2 separate regions of the Bombyx mori genome follow, and region 2 is linked to region 1. The links are chromatin contacts, called in public Hi-C maps. All regions are on one chromosome and are shown on one strand. The core of a region is the stretch at or near the end of the contact, and the rest is flanking DNA. Distances in the headings are between cores, read along the strand shown.

Region 1 (7,591 bases), core at 3,635-6,134:
GTCTCCGCGCTATGGCCGCCCGGGAATACCATAGATCTGACCCAACTACCGCAAAGTCAATAACGCTCTTTTTTTTTAAATTGTAAATATTTATTAGAATGAACGACCTCACTCACGGCTCACACGATGGAAAGCTCACATGAACAACGTTAATTCCGACACCTACCTTGTGACATCAATTCGAAGACTCCGTTTTTACAACGGCTGCGCCACTCTTCAAACCGCAACAAATTACTGCTTCACCACAGACACAGACAAGGTGGTTGTACCTACTCGTGGGGGCTCACAAAACACATCTATCTAGAATTTTTTTTCTGGTGCAAATTAAATCACAAATGCAAATCCATTAAAAAAATCCTTTTGTATATTTGAACCGGTTCGATTTTCAACTCTAGTGAACCCACATCAGCTGATTTACATTGGTAACGATCTATAAATAATACACGGAGATGACTGAACTCGACTCTCGTTCTGCCAAATTTTCAAGTAACAGAAAACATTCTTGTCCCACGTGCGAGTGCAGACAGATTGTCTGTTTCGTTACTTCTTGTTATGAGTTGCCAACATTAATTACTTTCCTTGTTGAATATTCCTGCTTCATAGATCAGTGGGACCGGGAAATCTATACTTAATATTATAAAGCTGAAGAGTTGGTTTGTTTGAACGCCCTAATCTCAGGAACTAATGGTCCGATTTGAATTTTTCAGTGTTAGATAGCCCATTTATTGAGGAAGGCTATACTCTGTATAACATCACGGTAAGACCAATACAAGTGGAGTACCAATAAAGAATGTTTCAAAATAGGGGTTTAAATGGCTTCTTAACGTTCTATAATTCAAAAATATTTTCACTTTCTACGTCAATGAAGTGGGGGCTAAAATTTAGCGTAATGCCAAAGTAACTATTCCACGCGGACGGAGTCGCGGGCAAAAGCTAGTCTTATCATAAAATGGGTAATATGTAACATAATTTGCTTGTGTAACCTTTTAGTTATATCGTTATTCGAAGTTATAAATTTCTTAGAATCAATTATTAACGTTAATACTTACGGAGAGAACCGAAACAGTATTTAAATCATATGCAACTAATGATTACTAGAACTAGATACAATATAGGTTTGAATAATAAAACTTTTTTTACTCTACTTGCTAATAAGTCTCTTTCTCTTAGTAGAAATAATAAAATTATTTTCTATCGGATTCTATACGCTGTTTTTACTTTAAATTAGATTTTCAATACAAAACGAAAATCACAAATCTAGAGAATTTAAGTCATAATAATACACTTAAAATTAACATCGTGTTATTTAAAGAGTAAAATCTTCCTAACACTTCAATCACTGCGTAATATTTCCAAGCACAAAATGGAAACTTCTAGATATTTTTCCAGTGATCTAAAGTCATGCGTTGTTTTGACAGCTTTCGTGGCAATTGACACTTGATTAATCAGGGTCAATTATGAAAAATGTCTTGTTATTGTCACAGAGGTACGACGCGACGGTCGGGCGTGTGGAACGTTCTAGAATAATTCGAAAAATCGTAAGTTTCAATAATAAAATCACTTGAAATCGTTTATCAGAAGACTCAATCCGTATTCAAGTATCTAAATAGATTTGGATAGATAGATGGATAATCATCATACATGCCGAATCACTCGTATTAATCATTTGTAATAATTATTACGGTAGGCAGCGGCTTGGCTCTGCCCCTGGCATTGCTGAAGTCCATGGGCGACGGTAACCATTCGCCATCAGGTGGGCCGCATGCTCGTTTGTCTACAAGGGCAATAAAAAAATGTTAATGACGTTTTATCTGCCATTGGTAGTTAAACACAAATCTGGATATAAAAAGGAAGTGAAACTAAGCCCACGTGCAAGAAAGAGGTCTGTGTGCTTAGTGCGAGTTTTTAAACGTTCTCGATAGCGTAAAAGTGAAGTCAAATTTGTATGGAGTTGAAAAGTTCGCCTATGTTTGCCGCTTGGGGCACTGTTCCTGTTGCATACAAATTTCAGGTAACTTTTACGCTTTCCAGAACGTTAAAAAACTCGCACTAAACACACGGATCTCCAAGTTGTCGTGAAACACCTTATGCACCTCGCTGCGAATCTAACCGATCGAAATCGTAGACTTTCTGCAGTGTTGGCGACAGTCCAAAAAGAACTAGCTAGAATCTCAGACGTGAGTCGTGGTCTAACCTTTGTTTATTTAACTAGTATAACGTTGGTACAACCAGTATTGTTTCACTAAGGTAGTATTTAAATATCGGGCCAGTTCTCATGTGATTGTTCCCAGCAATGTAGGTACAGCGGGTCTTACCGTTTCTTGACACAGTTGTTCCAAGCGGATGCTCATACGGATTACGGGTTTGAGGTTTTGCTGCATCTATAAGGGATACGCTACACATAAAGTTGAGCTTTGATTATTTTGATCGTATTATTTCGAAGTGTACACATGTTTTGTTGCATCGCGGCTGAATTAGCGGCTACTTATGTATGTATTTTACTATTTTATACATAGGTATATTATAAATAAATAAATAAATATTTACTATAAATAATAAATATATAAGTATAAATAAATAAATAAATAAATAAAATTAGGAAATGAAATGAGTAAATTTAAGTTGGTGTTCAGATATTGATCAAAAAGCAGAGAGACTTGTTATGAGATGTCTGAGAATTCTGGTTTTAATATTTATTGATCATCTTATTAAAATGTAGTCAGTCAATATTAAAATTCTAAGCCGTGCTACATACTACCGCACCGCTCAAATTCCTTTGACCTTGCCGTCACGTACACATTTACAATAATACGTATCTACAATCTTTTTCAATGTCAATGTCAAGTAAAATAAAGAATTAAAAAAAAAAACCTTTTTTTTTTGTATCTGCAACCTTTCGGCTGGTTGTTTTTGGTCGTTCTAAATTCGGTTGGTTTTTGCTTCTTGTATTTTATTTGACGATAGGAATAGCGCATGCTTTTAAAATGAAATTGTTAGTTCTGGTATTATAAACCATTTCTTAGGTAATAATCTTTATTTTGCATTTGGATAATTATCCGTTCAGAGACGAAGGTGATAAGTTTAAGCACGCCATACATTTCGTGTTGCTATAATACATATATTTGCTTGTCTTTTACCGGTTACAATTTTTAGATCAATCAAAATTATCTAAAAAGTCGAGTAAGAAATGCCCGCATAAAATCAAAGAATATCTAAGTCTTTTAAACAGTTTTTAGATACATAATTATAGTATACTACATACTGCAGGATGTAAGGGACTACAAGATACCAATGTTGAAGTAAAACACGATTTTCATTTAATTAATAACCTCTTCAGGGACATGTGTTCGTTTTTTCTTTAAATATTAGTTCTACGCTAAATGGCCACATATATGAACATTTTTTAAAATGAATATTCGCTGTTTTTTTAACTTATTGCATTGTTTTCAATATATAAAAAGCACAACAAAAATACAAAAAACCCAATTTCTTCGTAATTTAAAAAAATCGTCCCTGAAGAGGTTAACATATCAATTTACAGCGTTTCTAGACGTTTTCTAACATTTTAAATATGTTCGATTTGACGTAATATACACAGTCTAGTATAATCTGTGCAATTTAAATATTTTACGAGCTCCGTTCGGAGTCAATGGTAAACATAGCGTCTATTTTTACAGCATCAGGGTCACCCGTAATTGTTTGTCTTCAAACAATATAATGAATAAATACAATTAAGAGTCGAGAGCATATTAATTACGTGAGAAACAATCGAAAGGCGAATCGCGATTTTTTTATACAAACATACTTTTGAAATAATTAAACCCACTTTTACGGGTACATTTTTTTTATTGCTTAGATGGGTGGACGAGCTTACAGCCCACCTGGTGTTAAGTGGTAACTGGAGCCCATAGACATCTACCATAGAGATATAAGTTCTAAGGTCTCAGTATAGGTACAACGGCTGCCCCACCCTTCAAACCGAAACGCATTACTGCTACACGGTAAAAAATAGGCAGGGTGGTGCTACCTATCCGTGCGGACTCACAAGAGGTCCCACCACCAGTCAGAGACACTCAAAAATAATTCCCTACCCGGCGGTTCGCCCGCCACTTCAAATGTCAAGTGTATGATGTACGTATGACTAGCGCCATCTATACGCAGTTTCCAGAACACATTATACATATATCTTCCCGTCATAAATATATATAAAATTCTGTATGCAACAACTTAATGTTTTATTTATAAAACTATAAATATGTATGAGTAATTTTCATTATTTATATGCGATAAGATTGAAGATTTTTGATTTGCATACGAAAATGTTTAAAACGAATAAGTATTTTATTTGAATACATTTTTGCCGTTGTATCAAACATAGTGATTTAGCCGTGAGCATAGCAGTCGAGCTTACGTCTTCCTTATTCGTAAGTGATTACCTTTGATCACGGACATTATCGATGCGAGCCGAGTTTTTTTTTTCTCCCAACCTAGCCTTGAGAGGCTATTTCAGCGTGACCTTAACTAGTACGTGAGCTCACGGGGCTCAAACCGAAGTGACGTTAACACTGACCCTAGCAAGAGCAGTGCTTCGCAGAATCTACCACCGGATCGGAAACGCGACCCACTGAGAAGATCCGGCGAGAAACTCAGTGGGCTGTGTCTATGGGTTAATTCGCTCGTCGAGCCCTTCGTTGCAAGCGACGGGTTTGACGAGGACGATGACCGGTGCTTGTGGTACCTAAAAGCACCGTTAATGGCAAAACTATTTTTGAAGATGGATGTTGCAATAGTTGATCCAGAACCGGATGTTGTACGGCATTGACGATCTCTTGAAACATACTGCACGAAAGCAGTGATAGGTTTGAACTCTGCTCGTTGAGAGGGTAGTTAGTGCCATGATAAAAATGTGATAAGAAAATTATCTCAAACAATACCTTAACGCGACTGTACATCGGCCTAACGCTGTTGATACTTTGTTTAAATTTATTTAATTTACATTTTTTTATTACACCTATTACAGATTTATAATGCTCACAGTACAATCTTGATAAAGATTGTACAATCTTGACATTTTTCATCTTCTCGCATTAAAACTGTATAATCTCAAAACTTACTAATTTTACAGGAGAGTGTTTTAAAAGTTTAACATGTAATATTTCTAATATTGATCATATCTGAAACATTCTTTTTAACCAGTTTCATTATTTGTTTCTCAGAGTAAGATAAAATTGTGTATAAATTTTGTTAATAGTAGTTAAAACATAGGTAAACTCAAAGAAAAAAAACAACTAAACTACGCTCTTTGACAGTATTTATGAGAAAAGTACTGGTGATACCAAATGTTTACGCATATTAACTCAATTTCGAAATTTTTGGAATTTGTTTACTTTTAAGTTTTAATGCTAAAAGACGTTTTGTGTACCATTTTTTCAAACGAAAAAAGGGAACAATATTAGTTGAAATATTCGAATTTGTATTTTACTAGTTATTTTATAGGGCACGTAACTTAACACGCTAAATAATCAACTGATGTACGGGATCAATGGCTTAGAGTGAGTCGCCATTTGAGTTTGAATTACATTGCGGATTCACAAAGTCTTAATTGACTAAAACTACGTACAGCTAAGTAAATAAATGCTGATTTTCGTTCACATTGCGATCATAGTTTATTCCTTCAAGAACGGTAGCCCACTGAGGTTCTCGCCGGATTTTCTCAGTAGGTCGCGTTTCCGGTCCGGTGGTAGATTCTGCGAAGCACTGCTCTTGTTAGGGCCAGTGTTAGCAACACCTCCGGTTAGAGCCTCAAGAGCTCACTTACACGGTAGAGTAACGCTGATATAGCCTCTCAAGGCTATCAGCATAGGTAGGAAATAAACCTTCAAGAACGGTACAACATTTTAACAATACTACACATGCCTTCTACACGATATTCGAAGCAACAAAACGCGTACAAAAGCCAGACAGAATGCTATAATATAAAGGCTTATACAAAAGCATTCAATTTAAATTCACTATCAATAATCTATACAAAAATTGGAGTGTCTGTTTGTAATATTGAAATAACCGCTTTTTACTACATGCATATGAGTATATATACGGTACAGTACATACACCAAAATAACATTTATTACATGTTTTGTCTGTCTGTCTGTATGTTCCAGTTTGTAATCTCTGGAACGGCTGGACTGATTTTGACGAGACTTTCACTGATAGGTAGCTAATGATATAAGGAGTAACTTGGGCTACTTTTTTAGACTAGCTTCGCCCGCGGTCTTACCCGCGGTATGACATTAACCGTGGAACTCCGCTATTAATAATTAAATGTTCCCTTCGAAGCGAAACGAGGGCGGATCGCTAGTCTTAGAATATAAACATGAAAATAAATGATCACGTAGTCGGCCAACGTACTCTAGGCTCGATTATAAACAGAATGACAAACGCAAAGATATATTTAGCTGTTAAGTGTTGTTATGCAAAACACATATCGAGTACTGCCACTGTATTACTCGTGGTTTCGGATGATTCACATGGAATTCTTGATTGATTAATACCTTATTTATTTGCTTCAATCTAAATATTACCTTATTAGAAAGAGCACGTGGTTTTAGTTCGAGTGCAGTTTTGCTGGGCACATGCTGGCTTGTACGTAAACTTTTCGCTGGGTCATTATGAATATTATTAGGTCATTGCCCGTCCTGATAATTCTAGGAACATTAAAAAGATAGAAACGTATTAGTCAGTTTTTATGTTTTCTTTATCTTCGGACGTACTTCTTCTCTTTCTCACTTCTCCTTTTCTCCTTTCTTCTTCTCCCTTCTTCTCCCTTTTGGCTCTCTTGTCTGTCTTCGGCACCACATAGTTCGTTGTGACCGGCTTGTTTACGGATGTTGTCCGTCCGCCGATATGGACTCTCTTTTCTTAGTCTACTTTTACCTGGTACCCGGTACAAAGTCCTCTTACGACATCATTTTTGAGCGCCCTACCTCTTACACCACGACTCCGATACAAGTCTCCACGAAAAGTGTAGAAGAAAAGTGAAAATAGTAATTATATATAAACGAAAAATAATATTCTTTCAGCACGTTGTAACAGACGCAGTGTTTTTTTTTATTGCATAGATTTGTGGACGAGCTCAGAGCTCACTTGGTGTTAAGTGGTTACCACCCATCTAAGTAAAAAAGAAAACTACTTTTACGGTTTTATTACGCGTTTATAATTTTCATTTTGCGCGCTTCATAGCGCAAAAAGCTTAATTAAATGAGTATTGTAGTGATGAATTTTAAATAGAACTTTGGTTGTGCTTTTGTACCCTGGTCCGTAAATTGATAATTAAAAATATACGCCACAGAAAAATCATTTGATAACCAAATAAGTTATTATGTAGGCAATTTCAATAATTATCATACCATACCGATAAAGATAATTTAGGCTCATTTCTTCAAGTTCATACCTATTTATCAAGGCTTTTTCTATCCTTTAACTCACTTGAAGACAGCCGTTGTATAAATAAATATAACGAAAATTATTATATATTTTATTTGTGTAGTATAGTTTCGCATCTTTCCAAAAATATTAAAATTTACATTTAAAG
Region 2 (7,591 bases), core at 2,328-4,827, 57 kb after region 1:
ACAATCACGCCACGTTATCTGGTCCCGTGGTGAGTTCGTAAAGAACTTGTGTTACAGGTACCAGATAACGGAAATAAGTGTAATATTTTTATTATACACATACATATATGTAATATACATCCATAACCCTGGAAAATACATTTTTATATTTATCATACAAATATCTTCCCTTGGCGGGATTCGAACCCGCGACCCCCTCGTGTAGTGACCATGTCACTTACCACTACACCAGACGGCCGTTTAATGTATCTCTCATGAATAATAAAAAAAAAAATAACTTTCTGCACGTCTTCTCTATATTCTCTATAAGTGTGGGAAATTTCATACTCCTCCGTCCGCGCAATTTTCGTAAAAAGGGGCACAAAGTTTTTGCTTCACGTTATGTAGATAAAAAAGGAACATTCTAGAACCTCTTCACATCTATATTATTGTATGTAATTGGTGTACAATAAAGATGCAGTTTGATCATAAACGAGCCTTGACCGGTATTGTGGGGCAGTGCAGCGTTTACGTTATAGAGTTTAAGACTGCATGGCTTCGTGACGAGCGCTGTAAATTGAAAGGACCTTGCATAATACAATTCGCGATCGTTGCTAGTGCGAAAATTGATGTACAATGGAAGATTTAATGTGCTGACAGCGCTGGGAGGTCACTTTGTGTACATTATGTATTATTAAAGTATTTATTCGTGGAACTAAAGCGTTCGTGCATTGTAAAAGGTTTGTATAGCTGGATTTTGATGCAGCTTGTACCTCATGTTTCAAGGCGAATGACGAAATTCACGTTTTAATGTCGATGGACTTCGGAAAGCACTCGACACAAGCTCTTTCGTAAACTCGTGTATCTTCTTCTTTTTCTCCACCTTATCCCACTAGATGGGGTCGGCACAGCTAATTTTTCTCTTCCATTCTTTTCTATCAGCCGTCATCTCAACACTCACTCCTCTCTCACTCATATCGTCATTCACACACTCTATCCACGTCTTCTTCGGCCGGCCTCTTCCCCGTCTACTTTGCACTATCATTTCCATGCATCTTCTCTCTACGCATCACATGTCCATACCATGCTAACCGTCCGCTCTTTAATTTGTTGCTTGCCGAGCTACTTTCACACTTCCTCTGATATACTCATTCTTTATCTTGTCCATTCTTGTCGCTCCACACATCCTTCTCAACATTCGCATCTCTGCCGCATGCACTCCTCTTTCATGCTTTACTTTCGTCGCCCAACATTCAGATCCATACAGCACGACAGGTTTAATGATCTTATGTAAATTTTTCCCTTGAGCTGAAGGGGCATCTTTCGCAAACTCGTGTGTGAAATTGTAAAAATAATAATAATGGGAAGCTATTCCTTCAACGTAGAAATCATTGGTGAACACGTTCTCTATGCGAATTTCATTACAAAATTAGCGTCACATATCTGGATTAAACCGTAATATTGAAGTTTGGTCAAATCAAAGAAGATGGTAATTCCATAAATAACAAATTCATGAGACAACTCAAATCAGTAAACACGAATGATAATGAGAAACAAAAAAAAAATAAGATTAGTAAAAATCAATGCTTGTACGTGTACATGTTTGTTCTCTATGCGTTCCCGAGTTATGGGTTTTTGATAAAACTTTCTACTTGGACTTTTAGAGATAGCGCACGAGTAACTTCAAAAATCTATGTTTTTTCATTAAATTGGCTTTTAGCGGAGCGTGATGGAGGAGAAGCGGAGGTCTCAATAGTTGAAAATAATATAAAAGATTCCGATTTCGTTTTTGCCTAAATCAATACAATGTAATAAGCAGCTGTTCATTTTCAAGTCACGTCCGCTAATTTACAACCACAAGGAACAACAATCATCAAGTTATTTTCCGTTTTGTACTCACAAGAAAAAAAAATCAATAAAAAAACAATAGTTTGTTTACGTTTCAAAACTCGTAAATGATTGACTTCTCACTGCGTACATAACTACTTGCTTTACCACATTTGATAATTACATTTTTGTTTTGAAATGAGCGACGCAATTAATAATGATTTTAAATATCCGTTTAGACAATTTTTACACAGTGGTCGACCTTTATTAACCACATGTACATATTGAAGCAGGGTCTCTTAGTCTGCTCTCCCCCTTAGACCCCCTCGAAGTCGTGACGTTCGGTGCATTCGTGTTGAGCGATGCACCGGTGTTCGAATCACGCTGGCGGATACCAATTTTTCTTATTAAATACGTACTTAACAAAATATGTTCACGATTGACTTCAACGGTGAAGGAATAACATTGCGTAATAAAAATCAAACCCGCAAAATTATAATATGCGTAATTACTGATGGTAGGACCTCTTGTGAGTCCGCAGGGGTAGGTACCACCACCCTGCCTATTTCTGCCGTGAAGCAGTAATGCGTTTCGGTTTGAAGGGTGGGGCAGCCGTTTTAACTATATTGAGATCTTAGAACTTATATCTCAAGGTGGCTGGCGGCATTACGTTATAGATGTGAATGCGCTCCGATAACCACTTAACGTCAGGTGGGCCGTGAGCTCGTCCACCCATATAAGCAATAAATAAAAATAGTCTACGTGACTGCACTGACAGAAGCTTAATTACGTCACATAAATTATGATTACATTGACCTTTAATATCAATCGAGGCAGGCCTATCAACGTCTCGTTACCTTCTCGGCGCATTTAGCCCAATAAAATCTCATTCGTCATTACCTTGTCAATCTGCATTTAGCATCCCAGCTTCAGCCTTGTTCGACAATGAGATCTTCCACGTTCGTGTTATTGAAGTGGTTAATTGACATCTATTGACTGTCCCGGGCTTGCGTCGTGCTATTTGCTTTTGATATGATGATATTAGCATTTGCAATGAGTGTTTATGACCGAAGACATGTCATGTTCTTCTTCAAACGAGATTTATGGAGAGTATTGAACGGTAGGCAGCGGCTCGGCTCTGCCTCTGACATTACTGATGTCCATAAGTGACAGTAGCCACTCACTATCAGGTGGGCCGTATAATCGTTTGCCTAAACAGGCAAACATAAAAAAAAATAAAAAAAAGGTTTTTTAAATTAACTGTAATCAGAAATTATCCTAGATTAGATATTCTGTTATGTTCGCTTTGTACGTAAAGCTGTGTCTTAAGTATTTTGGACAGATAATCAAAATGAGAACATTTTTTAATCAATTTTAATTTTAAACAGATCAATACATACGTCGTACAATGTTATATACCTAGTTTAATCTCGCATTTTATTATTATTATTATATGTATTAATATTCATTAAATCCTGTGCCTCGACCATTGACCGGTTTTCGTGGTTTCGAATCACGATCGAAACTCATAAATAAAATAAATATACAAATTAATTTGAACAAAACAATTACATCACCGCTCGTTATTAACTATGAACGAAAACACACATAAAATTCATGAGAAACACGCGCTAAATAAAACCACCAACAAAATGTTACATTACAGACTAAAGGGAACATGGTGTCTCGCCAATTCGCACATTGTTGCGAGAAAAAAAAAACGGTGACGATTTGGCGCCATACGCTGACAGAATCACGTACGCTATAGGTTATTGAATTCAACGAATTTATTTCAGTGAACGTATGGTACGGAGGGTAGAGGTAAGGAGAACCGTCTCATATGGGAGAGGCTTGAAAAAGTGTCCCACTTTCAGCACTAAATAATAGTTCAAAAATCCTCTTGAATGGCGCTAGCATAGGCACAGGGTATGATATGAATTGAGCAGTTGTTAACTGATTGAAGTATGCTGAGTTAGGAAATCTATCTATATATGTATATAAAAATGAATCACTGTTCGTTAGTCTTGCTAAAACTCGAGAACGGCTGGACCGATTTGGCTAATTTTGGTCTTGAATTATTTGTGGAAGTCCAGAGAAGGTTTAAAAGGTAGATAAACATGAAAATGCTCGGAATTAAATAAAAACAACAATTTTGTTTTTCCTTTGATGTGTCCCCCGTCGGACCGATTCCTTTTGTTTGTTTTAAATGTATTTTTTACGAAAGTTTAGGTATTTTATTGAGGCACTACGAAGTCTGCCGGGTCAGCTAGTTTAATATAATTAATGACTAAAGTTGTTAGTGACAGTGTTATATACAAGACCTCACATGTTTACGTAGTCCTAACTAATTTCGTTAATATAACCTAAAATTATTGCTGTGGTAAAACGTGGAGACATCGATTGCATTTTCTTATCAGCTTTAAATATTAAATCCTTTTTGTGATTTTGTAGTGCGTACAGTTCTTTCTTCCTCTTTTATTTCTCTATCTTATTCTAATAACTTTCAGCGCCTGTTTTTAAAATTTACCCGGTTGCTACTGTAGCTCCACCCTTATTTAGCAGATTTTAACGGACACTTTTTCACACACAAAGACGGTTCTCCTTACCTCTACCCTCCATAACGTATGGATTGGATCAAACGTCAAAATTACGGTGTGCTCATATAAGTGACGTCACGTTTGTGATAAAATACGCACTGAGAATACATACCGAGGGGTGAAAGGATATTTGTTTTTTTTTTTTATTGCTTAGATTTGTGGACGAGCTCACAACCCACCTGATGTTAAGTGGTTATGGAGCCCATAGACATCTACAACGTAAATGCGCCACCCACCTTGAGATATAAGTTGTAAGGTCTCAGTATAGTTACAACGGCTGCCCCACCCTTCAAACCGAAACGCATTACTGCTTCACGGCAGAAATAGGCAGGGTGGTGGTACCTACCCGCGCGGACTCACAACAGGTCCTACCACCAGTAATTACGCAAATTATAATTTTGCGGGTTTCACTTTTATTACACGATGTTATTCCTTCACCGTGGAAGTCAATCGTGAACATTTGTTGAGTACGTATTTCATTAGAAAAATTGGTACCCGCCTGCGGGATTCGAACACCGGTGCATCGCTTTAACACGAATGCACCGGACGTCTTATCTTTGAGGCCACGACGACTTCAAAATTATTTAGATTAGATTTAAGAGACATTTCGCTTAATAGGCGACATTTGTCTTCGTAATTAAAGATCCGTTTACTTGGTTTATTAGTATCAACGATTCGATGCTTTTTTAACTTCAATTAAGTTTAACCAATTCAAATAGCTGACGATGTTTTTTTGATAAAAGATTTTTTTTTTTAATTTTTAACTAAAGTCAGGTTAAACACTGAAGTTGCAAAAACTGCGCTTAAACCAAATAACCTTTCACCTCTCGATATGCTCGGGAAAGATTTCCACTCTTGAGGAATAGCATCGTGCTTTAAGCCGACTTTTAGAATGCACCAAGGGTCTTATAGTTTAAGCCACAACGACTTACACGCGATATACAGTGCAGTATACTTATTACCGGTGGTAGGGCGTTTTGTAAGCCCTCACAAGTAGGTACCACGACCCGGTCTAATTCTATCTCGAAGCAGCAGTGCGTTCGGGTTTAAAGGGTGGGTAGCCGTTGAATTATAGGACTAATGTTTTTGATAACCACTTAACAACAGATGGCTGAAGAAGTCGTTGACCCATCTGAGCAAAAAAGAAAGTTACAATGTACAGTTATACCTGGAAGGGCCGCTTCGTCGCCTAATGCGTGCGTCCCGCGATCTTGTACTCGAAAAAATTATTGGTATAAAGTGATATTAGTCACTCACTAAGCCCTGCGAGGATTAAAATTTATGGAGTCATTGAAAAAGTTAATTAAAAGTTTTGAAAATGTGACATACATTTACAACCTATATTATTGGGTTACCTAAGTATTTTTTATAAATATTTCTAAGTACCCACTAAAAAAAAATTGAAAATTATTCTAAGAATATTTTAATTTCAATGATTCAAATTAATTATCTTCCACAAACGGTACTCTAATACCGTTTTGAATTGTTCCTCACTTAGTTTGGTACGCAAACATTGTCAACTCAATGGGAATATTAAAACAAATTCGGCAAGAAGTTCCAATAAGAAAAACATAAAATATTTAACAAAAAAAACGAGATGAATTTATGTGATGATCCTTCTAAGAAGTCTTTTATAAATTAATAAATAAATACCCAAAACGGAGTAGTTTGCAGCGAACACCTCAATATTAGGTGCCGTGTAATTAATTGTATAGTCATTAACTATATGACATGCCTCGCTAAGTTTCCACTCTATTATTTTCAACACTATTTAATCGTTGTTATCAATATCGTATCATGTAAAAGTCTTCGAGCCCAACCGGTTCCCTTAACTTTCACTGTTGTCAGGCAATCAATTTGTATCCACATTAAAATAACTGTAAGAATACACTCAATGCAGACTTTAACTCTATATCTTGTATTTTGTGGTATTTATAAATTTGGATCAAACATTTTTAAAATATCTCTAACTGTTTATCGTATTAATAATTCGCTTTATTCATTTAGAACGGAGTATAATTTATTGAACACCAAAACTAATTCATTACAAACCTAATACTAGAAATACAGTTGGCGGTCTCTTCGCTCAAACCTATTTCATTCGGACAGAAACTGATTAAAAAGGGAAAAATTAATAAAATAAAAAATACAACAAATATTATAAATGTGAAAGTTTATATATTTGGATGTTCGTTACTCAGTCGATTTAGTTTGTAACCAAGATTTAGGATTTTGTTTGTCATGGTAAATGGCATAATACAGGCATCGCCGAGCATGTCTGCTTGCTTGCGTCGAGCTTGCTACAAAATTCAATGTGTTCAATTCAAAATTCAATGTCTACGCTGTAAATTTTGTTGTAACAATTAAAACATTGTCAGATTGATGACCACTTCGATAAAGCGGCACGACACGAGAACCCTCTCATCGTGGCCGCCGGTAACTACATTCCCGATCCTGCGGAAAGAATGAAAAGCAGTCGACGTCGCCCAAAACACGTCATCTCGGATCCTATTCTGTCTGTATGGAAGTCAATAGATACAAACAAGTACGCGACTATAGCAGTATCTTGATTTCAAATTCATCTCGAAGTCTCCTGAGCTTAAAAATAATTAAAAGCGAAAGAAAAAAGTAACATATTCTAAGTAATTCGTATTCCGACTAGGAAGTAGTCTATAGGTAATGTTGGTCAAGAGTTAGAATTTCTTCATCTGATTTTCTAACGTTTATAGAAATTTCAACAGTGTTAAAACCGGCGCCATTGGAATTCAAATTAACCGTTTAGGTAGGCTTCGATGGTACCCTTTCGTAACTATACTAAAGTCAAATAGGAATGATTGTCATTATGATAAAATTTCAACAGATTTCGTAATAATGACGTCTTTTGAATAAAAATTGAATCATAATATGTTTGTGAAGGCAATGGCGTAGGTTTACGGGCTCAAACCTGTTCTCTACACCGGTTCAGAGATACTATTTGCGGTAACAATCATTCATAACTTGAAGACGTGAAGTTTTAAAGGAATTTGTCTTGAGATGATTTTTCTTATTTCACTTTTGTGATAATCGTTCGAGAATAAAAATTGTGATTGTAATAATAACTAATCACTGCTAAAGTTTTAGTAATAAAAACCTTGAATTGCGAAGATAGTTTAAAAACATAACAAAAAAATTATCTACTTTTTTTTCCT

The links. Hi-C and Micro-C count contacts between places; a contact is called where the count stands out from the background.
Region 2: a contact with region 1 is called in a Hi-C map of posterior silk gland, with 1.6 times the contacts expected there. The contact joins two enhancer-like sites. A contact is called at or near these places in 3 of 7 Hi-C or Micro-C datasets (posterior silk gland and whole pupa).

The regions. Positions count from the first base shown.
Region 1 is chr15:2,586,482-2,594,072 of ASM3026992v2, forward strand. All of the region lies in intron 1 of LOC101741494, which reads left to right. Among protein-coding and RNA genes, the nearest start is that of LOC101741494, 12 kb to the left of the region's middle. Within about 2 kb of position 4,885, at least 3 of the 8 cell types and tissues checked have open chromatin away from gene starts, as enhancers often do.
Region 2 is chr15:2,644,559-2,652,149 of ASM3026992v2, forward strand. The region is part of intron 2 of LOC101741494; the gene reads left to right. Among protein-coding and RNA genes, the nearest start is that of LOC119629545, 30 kb to the right of the region's middle. Within about 2 kb of position 3,578, at least 2 of the 8 cell types and tissues checked have open chromatin away from gene starts, as enhancers often do.